2 separate regions of the Ovis aries genome follow, and region 2 is linked to region 1. A link is a contact called in public Hi-C data. All regions are on one chromosome and are shown on one strand. The core of a region is the stretch at or near the end of the contact, and the rest is flanking DNA. Distances in the headings are between cores, read along the strand shown. Region 1 holds the start of GALNT2 (polypeptide N-acetylgalactosaminyltransferase 2). Region 2 overlaps GALNT2 (polypeptide N-acetylgalactosaminyltransferase 2).

The links. A called contact is a pair of places that touch in the nucleus more often than the background predicts.
Region 2: a Hi-C map of hypothalamus shows a contact between it and region 1, with 2.3 times the contacts expected there. The contact joins the enhancer-like site here to the promoter of GALNT2 in region 1. A contact is called at or near these places in 2 of 16 Hi-C or Micro-C datasets (hypothalamus and liver).

The regions. Positions count from the first base shown.
Region 1 is chr25:1,646,097-1,650,116 of ARS-UI_Ramb_v3.0, forward strand. It overlaps GALNT2 (polypeptide N-acetylgalactosaminyltransferase 2), which reads left to right and starts at 1,982. Exons shown (of 16, transcript XM_042241051.2): 1 at 1,982-2,162. The coding sequence starts at 2,037.
Region 2 is chr25:1,730,697-1,734,716 of ARS-UI_Ramb_v3.0, forward strand. The region is part of intron 1 of GALNT2 (polypeptide N-acetylgalactosaminyltransferase 2); the gene reads left to right. Among named protein-coding and RNA genes, the nearest start is that of TRNAE-UUC, 71 kb to the right of the region's middle. Within about 2 kb of position 1,940, at least 9 of the 54 cell types and tissues checked have an H3K27ac peak or open chromatin away from gene starts, as enhancers often do. A contact at or near this core is called in hypothalamus, where this site is marked.

The sequences.
Region 1 (4,020 bases), core at 732-3,231:
TTGATGGAGGATTTTCATCAGTTGAAATGTTATGATTCATCTTATAAGAAATGTATTTTCTTCTTTGCAGTAGCTTTTTATGCAGTAATTTTGATGTTTTAGTGTTACTAGGCATCCTGATACAGGGCTCATGGTTCTAGAATGCCCTCTTCTCTGCACTGTTGTTGTTTCGTCACTAAGTCATGCCCGATTCTTTGGCAACTCCATGGACTGGCTCCTCTGTCCATGGGATTCCCCAGGCAGGAATACTGGAGTGGGTTGCCAGTGCTTTCTCCAGGGGATCTTCCCGACCCAGGGATAGAACCTGTGTCTCTTGCATTGGCAGGAGGTTTCTTGACCACTGAGTCACTTGGGAAGCATCTTTTCTCTGCATACTGAAGTGCAGTTTTTAATAGATAACCACTCTGAGGGAGGGATTAGTTGTCATTTATTTCTGTGGGATCCTTAATTTTCCTTTTTCAGTTCTTTCTTTCCCTTCACTACCAGATCTCCAAAGGGCACTGCCATTTCTCTATTTATTTGACACTTCCCAAAACCAAGGCCTCCTCAAGCCTCCCACATCCTGTCCCATTCTCTTTCAGGCCTCTTCCCTTGTCCAGTCAAGTACCCAACCTGTGTTCAGTGTTTAGTTCTTGGGGTTGGACTTGCTCTTCATAGAAGGATTTAAGCCTGGGTTACAGTTAAGTCCTTGGCAACAGTGGAGGGAGCTCTGTTGGAATATGATGTCTTTTCTTTATTCTACTTAAGTAATTTGAAGGTCAGTTCATGACATTCACTGTCATAGTAGAGCTGAAGGCTTGTTTGTGTTTGTGTTTTATTGAGGATGTGAGTAGAGATTCAGACGCAGACAGCTGCCTTTATCCTCTGAACTGGGCAGCTCCTGGAATCCTTTTTAAAATATTAAGCGCTAAGTAACATTCTTTCTTTCCTAGGAACACTGGAAACTTTGCTGTTACAAGGGCATTGTCAAGGTTACTCAGATTCTGTTACAAGACAGATCTGTCTTCTTGCATCTTTAAAGCTGTTACTTGTGCTGCCTCTTCTTTCTTCTAATATTGAAACAACCGCAAAGAAACGATTTTAAAAATACGTGTTGCCTTCCTTTTTCCTCATTTCGCGTTTGATGATATGGGGAGAGAGGTGGGAGGGGCGTTCAGGATTGCGAACTCATGTACACCCGTGGCGGATTCATGTCAATGTATGGCAAAACCAATACAGTATCGTAAAGTAAAATTAAAAAAATAAATAAATAAATAAACGAAAAAGAAAACCCTGCTATTAAGCGCTCTGTTCATCCCCAGAAACATATTCCCTTGAAAAAAACCTCTCTGGTTTCTACCGCTAGGCCCCCACCTCTGCGTAAACAAATCAATAAAATAGACACCTGGGGATTAGGGGTGTTTTTGCTGCAAGATTGGTAAGAAAACTGCAGTGAGCAGCAGCCGAGTCTGGTCCTGAAGAGGGGGTTTGCACCAAAAAACTCAGGTCGGTCGGCCAATAAGAGGGAGCCTGCCAGGGGTCTGGGGTGGTCCCAAAGGCTGAGGACCGAGGCGGTAATGCTTTCGCCCGGGCAGCGTGAGGAAGCGGCGACCCGCGGTCCCCGGTGTGGGCGCCCGCGTGTGTGCGCACGTGTGCGCGCCCTGCCCGGGGCCCCGGCGACCACCTGTCACTCACCGCGGCGGCCGGGCGGCGGCCCGCGGAGGCACCCCCCGGGGGGCACCCGAGCCGCCGCCGCCGAGACGCGGCAATGCCCCCTTCCGCCCCCGCCGGGCCCCCGCAGCCGCCGCCGATTGGTCGCCCTTTGCTCCCTGACCCCCCGGCCGCCTCCGCGGCTGCCGCTTCCTGCTCCGGCGCCGCGCGGCGCTCCCGGCCGGGGCGGAGCTCGGGCGCCGGGCGCGCGCCGCCCTCGCCGCCAGCCGCGCCGGGGGAGGAGCCGCCGCGCCCTTCCCCTTCCTGCGCTCCGCCCCGGCCCGCGCCCGCCGCGGCCCCAGGCAGACTCGCGAGCAGCGGCCGCGGCCGGCGGCCGAGTCGGGAGGATGCGGCGGCGCTCGCGGATGCTGCTCTGCTTCGCCTTCCTGTGGGTGCTGGGCATCGCCTACTACATGTACTCGGGGGGCGGCTCCGCACTGGCCGCGGGCGCGGGCGGCGGCGCCGGCAGGAAGGTGAGTGGGGCGCCTGCCCGCGCGGCCCGGCGCCCGGGGTCCCCGGCGCCCCTGCGCCCGGGCCGCGCCGCGAGGCCCCTCGCCCGGACGCACCGCCGGGGCGCGAGGGGTCTCCAGGCCCCTCCTGCCCTTCTCCGCCCGGATCGCGGCTCTGGCCATCCGCCCCCGCCTTGGGCCTCGCGACCGAGTGCCTGGGGCCGGGGGCGCCGCCGGCCGCTCGGTGCTCTCCGGGCCCGGGAGGGGGCGACCCCGCGCGGCTCCCGGGGCTGGGGGCGCTGACGCCTCTGGTCGCCCCCTGGCCCCGCTCTCTGCTCCTCCTAATCTGAGTGTCGTCCGGCCGTCGGGAGCCCAGTCCCCTGCGGTGAGAAGTTTGGGGGTGAGAGTATGGGGGAAGCACAAAAGGGGGTGGGGGGAAGGGAGAGAGGCGGCCGCCTTTCCAGCGTGTCACGTACCTTGGGGGAGAGGAGTCCAAGTTTCTTTTCAGCCCTTTGAAACCAGCCACTGCAGCCCCCCTGCCTCCCCCTCCTCGCCGCGCCGCGGGGAGGGGGCAGTTCTGGGTCTCGGCCCGCTTCCCCTGGGGGCGGGGGCGCAGCCAGCCCCGCGCCCGACGGAACAGACCGCCCCGGCGGTGCAGGCGGAAGGCCCCCGCGCCCGGGCGAGGCCGGCCGCCCACACCCCCGACGGTCCCCTCCCTGCCCCGGTGCTCGCCTGGACCGGCTTCGGCGCGGCCCCCGGCGCCCGCCTCTCCCGGCCCCTCGCTCCTGTTCAGTGGGGTGGTCCTTCTGCTGAGTGTGTTCTAGATGGGTTCCCAGGGCCGAGGGGTTGGGCCGTGGGGACCGCGTGAGCCGCTCTGCACAGCCAGCCGCTCTAGGAAGGAAATGGAGCGCCTGGGGCGCCTGGCCCTGCGATCCTGCTGGGAGAGCGGAGGCTCTGGGCGGTGCGCATGCCGCCAGCGGTGTTTGTCGTGTTTGGCAACTACCAGGCTTTGAAAGTGACCCCACACCGTGTAACCCCTATACTGTGACGGTTAGTGTCAGCGCAAATCCAGGAAATTCTGAGTTAATGAAGGTGGACCATGGGTTGAACTGGAACCAGAGAATGGTATCCTGGAACAAGCAGGACGCTAGTAACTGGATGAGGAGACTGGAGCCCTAAAGTCAGACCGTAAATGTCAACGCTGAGGCCTGGCTGCTTCAGAGGTTTCCTTCCGTCCGGCCTTCTTTCCTTCATTCTCAGCGGAAGGTAGTAGGTGGAGACAGGTGTCTTATTTGATTCATGGTAAGTTTCTTAGGCTGTATCTAGAGGGGCAGAGGGAAAAGTCTTCTCATGTACAGAACTGGCCTAGCTTGTTTCTGAGCTGACAGGTTCTCTTAGCCCTGTCTTTTCCCTGTTTTAATCCGAGGAACTGTTATTTAGGTACGTGGAGTTTGTCCATCCTTGAATGGTAAAGAGCGGTGCAAGCAGTGCAGCCCTTTGAAAACTGTGGTCGTATTAAACTGGAATTATTTCAAAAGCTTTGCTTCCCAGCAAACGGTGCTTTCACAGGTCCATGTAGCCTGGTGTGCTGGTGAGACCTGGCAAAGCTTCCTGCCTTTCATGTGGAAGAAAACCAAACACCCAAGCCGTGCTTTGTGATCCCCTTTCCTTGCGATTGGAAACAGCAACAGGGTTAGCATCTGGAGAGGCTGACTTCTCCCTGGTGGGCTTCAGCTGGTGGATGGTTTTTGATGGGTCTTCCAGTTGATCCTTCAAAAAAAAAAAAGTAATAGTCCTAGAACTCCTTGTGGCCAGGTGGCAGTAGGAAGGTTCAGAGACCACATAGAAAGAAAATGTGGGAAATGAACAATCGTGCATGGAT
Region 2 (4,020 bases), core at 690-3,189, 85 kb after region 1:
GTTTCTTCGTTTACTTTCGTCTTTGGAGAGCTCAAGATGAGAATTCAAACGTGCTTCCTCATTGCCATCAGTCTTGATGTTCCATTTCTTTGGTGTTTCTGTTTAGATTTTTTATTTTAAGCCACCCACTCCCTTTTGTAAGATATGAGGTATAAACTTTTGGAGATGCTCACCAGCAGAATTTCTTTAAAAACAGACACTGGCGCTCCCCAGGCATGGGGTTTGCTGGCGGGATCCGGGATTACAGGGCTGTTTCCTAGGCCTCTGTGCGTGTGAGTCAGAGTGCGTTTCATGTTCTGCTTGATTTGCTTCAAGTACACTCTTCTGCATTTCACACCCATGTAAGGCCCACTGACTTCTAATGAGTTCTTTCTGGTGCTTAATTCATCTGGCCCAACACATCCTCATTGGAGAAGGCAATGGCACCCCACTCCAGTACTCTTGCTTGGAAAATCGCATGGACAGAGGAGCTTGGTGGGCTGTAGTCAACGGGATCGCTAAGAGTCAAACACAACTGAGCAACTTCACTTTCACGCATTGGAGAAGGAAATGGCAACCCACTCCAGTGTTCTTGCCTGGACAGTCCCAGGGATGGCAGAGCCTGGTGGGCCACTGTCTGTGGGGTCGCACAGAGTTGGACACGACTGAAGCAGCTTAGCAGCAGCAGCAGCAGCAGCAGCAACACATCCTCAAAGTGTTAGCTCTGCTGTATTCAAAGTATTTCACGTTTACTTTCTTTAAACCTCTCAACGTCCAGCATTCTGGATATGTGCTACTGAGAATTAGAATGATTGATAATTTGTAAAGTTCTGGAACATGGATTTGAATCTAGTTTTTCTAGTTTCAAAGCCAATGGATACCTGAATCTTTGGGCTGTAGAGAGTAAATTAAGAGAGAAACTGGCTCTTTGAAACTCAACATTAAATTAAAATCTGAATTAGAAATAACTGTATCAGAAGAGGTGGTTAAATTCTCAGACTTTAACACATTAGTGATGAGAGGCAAGCACTGCTTAAACAAATTCCATGCGGTTGGCATATCCTGGTGGTGATTCTTGAATTCTATAGACTCTGTGGGTCTGCAGTGGATAGAAGTCTCATGACTTTTTTAACTGTGGGATCTCAGATAATTTCTGTGTGTGTGCGCTCCACTTTTCTCTGCTGTAAAATAAGTCCCTTAAATGTCTAGGCCTGTGATGTGGGATGGGGGTCACGCATTGAGAGCCTGTAGTGTGTCAGGCTTAGCATCCACTGCACGGGTCTCACTTCATTCCTGCAGCGTCCCCTTGGGCAGCAGTTACGATTCCTACTGAGTGAACTCCAGAGCAGAAATCTGAATTTGCCTGTGAACCCGAGTTCCATGCAGCAAATCACCTTCCTACCATCTTTCTCCTTATAATTAAGCAAGATAAAACGTGTGGGCACGAAAAGCAGCCTTGGGAAAAAAAAAATTAGTGTAAAATGATAATTCTTGTGAAGGTGAATAAGGGAAGACAAGGGGGGGTTGCCCCGAGTTATTGTGGATCCTGTCTCAGGCCAGGCCAGTCAGTCAGGCCGCTGAATCAGGCCTGCCCCAGAAGGGCAGGGGATGGCCAGACCACCCAGGGCTGGCCTGGCCTTGTGGACAGAGTGTGAACCCTGGTGCCCTTGCTGCCCATTGGCTCCGTGCTCTTGATTCGGTCTCTTTGGTTCTCAGGTTTCTTGCTTTTTGCTGAGGACGTGAACCCTGCTCCTTAAGGGCGTGTGAAGAGTGTCTGGGAGACATGCACACAGCATGGACCTGTGAACCGGGATCTCGCAGGGAGCATCAGCTCTGTGGGGGCGGCGTCCCTGTCATCGGGATTCCCGCCCCCATGTCCTCTGTCAGGACAGTCGGTGACGGGCCTGGAAGAACAATGCGCTGTGGTCTCTGCGTGTAGTTGCCAGGGAACTCGTGAGAACGTCCAGCTACCCCTTTGTTTGACAGATCAGTGCCAGCTGTGGCCGCAAGCACACAGGATCAGTTCAATCTTTTGTTGACCGGTTTCTTGGGAAAAAACACTCAGAGGGAAAGGGCTAGAGCCAGAGGAGCTGGGCTCTCAGCAGGCCTGCAGGAGCAGAGTCTGGCAGCACCGAGCCCTGCCCAGGCCAGCGCGCCCTCTCAGTCCTCCCCAGCTCCAGGGCAGGGGGGGCCTGCGTGGGCTCTGGAGTAGTGCCTCAGCCACACACCCTGAACGCAGGGCCGGGCACACACCTGTTTCTGGAAGCAGCTCCCGTGCTAACTTGGGCGGCTTTCGTAGCCTCAGGCCAGGTGTGGGCCTGATGCGTTATTGATATGAAATATTGGGTAGGTTTCAAGTTCCAACCTAAACGTGCCTGTGTTAAAATTTATTATTCATGAAAGTAATTTAATAATATGACAGAAAGTTCCAAGACATGGAGACAACACTCATCATTCTCCACTCTCAACACAACCATGTTGATTTTAGTGCATTTCATTCCAGGCTTATCTATATGGGTACTTTTTTATAGTTTGTTTCATTGTATACGTAAAATTTTGTCTCCTGCATTTTCATTTAATGTATTATATGCATTTTGCATATAACTGGGTGGTCTTTATAATTCTTAATGGTTGCCTAATATTCTTCTGAGGGGCTGTGACATAATTTAACCAACCTGTCAGTTAATATTTTAAGTTTCTTCTTTTTTTTCTTTTATGAACAATGCTGCGACATCCATGTATAAAATTTGTTCCTTATTTTGGGTTAGTTCATGAGGATAAATTCACAGAAATGAGATTTCCCAGCTTAACAGTTCTGTCTTTCCAGTTCTTGATATATGGCGCCAAATTACTTTCCAGTCAAGTTCAACTAACCCAATCCTTTTCCTTTTAAATAAGATAGTGAGACATTTGTAGCCCATGTTGTAATACTGGAATCGTGTGGAAGACATCCCAGGCAGAAAATGGACGTGTAAATAAGTGTGCCAGAGGTAAAGAATCCAGCTCCCTGTCCCTGGCAGGGGCTGTGCACCTTGCCCCTTGCAGAGCATAGGCGGGAGGGGCACACAGCAGGCACCCCTGGAACCTGCCTGGCAGGCTGGCTGCCCTGGTCCTCTTGGGGGCGGGTCTCTGTGCAGAGTCCTGCTACAGCTCGTTCACATCAGGGGTGCTCCATCTGGGTTCTGTAACGTGGTCTAAATCATCTTGGAGAAGAACTCGGAGCTGTGGCCAAACCAGCATTTTACAGCGGGTTCCAGTGGGATCCAGACTCCAGAGTGCCCATGAACCCCCTTTCTCAGGGGTCACTTGTCTGTGAAGTGGGCGCATGAGGCATGAGCGTGCCGTTGGCACAAATTCATCGTGAAAGAGGAATTTGAAACGAATAAAGACCTTTTGAGAAAAATAGATTTAGGACAACCCTTCTGGAGTTTTTGGGTAATCAGTTCAGTTGCTCAGTCGTGTCCAACTCTTTGGGTAATACTCACATGGCAATTAGCCATTGAACTATAAATCAAGAGAAGGTTAATGAGAACATGTAAATTTTAAATTAATAAAAATGCTGTACAGTTCCCATTTACTGTTGCTCATTTGCTAGAAACTCTAGCAAATGTCTCCCTGCATCTCACTGAGATGCTCACAAGTTTATTTCTTGGTTGCATATGACATACATCTTTTGAGCTGTGCCTCCTACCTGGTATTTCTGGTCCTCTAGCCACATTCACTAATTTTATTTTTTTTTAAATCCATGTGGTCACCTTCATTTTACATGCCGACCTTGATATGAATTTTCAAATATTCTTCAAACACCTCCTCCTCCTGCCTTCAGGTTGCTGGCCCTGGCCTGGCCATGGGTGTGTGTTGCCCCCCCCCCTCCCCCCCGCTCACCTCTCCCAGGGCAGCTCTGGGAAGGCTCCCTCTCCTCCCCTGACTGCCCGACACTTGCCTTTTCCCCCACGTCTAGGTCTCTGATTCTCATTGTCACAGAGAGGAGTGGATCAACATCCACGTTGTCCTTGAACTAGGACTCTCCCCCAAGTCCCC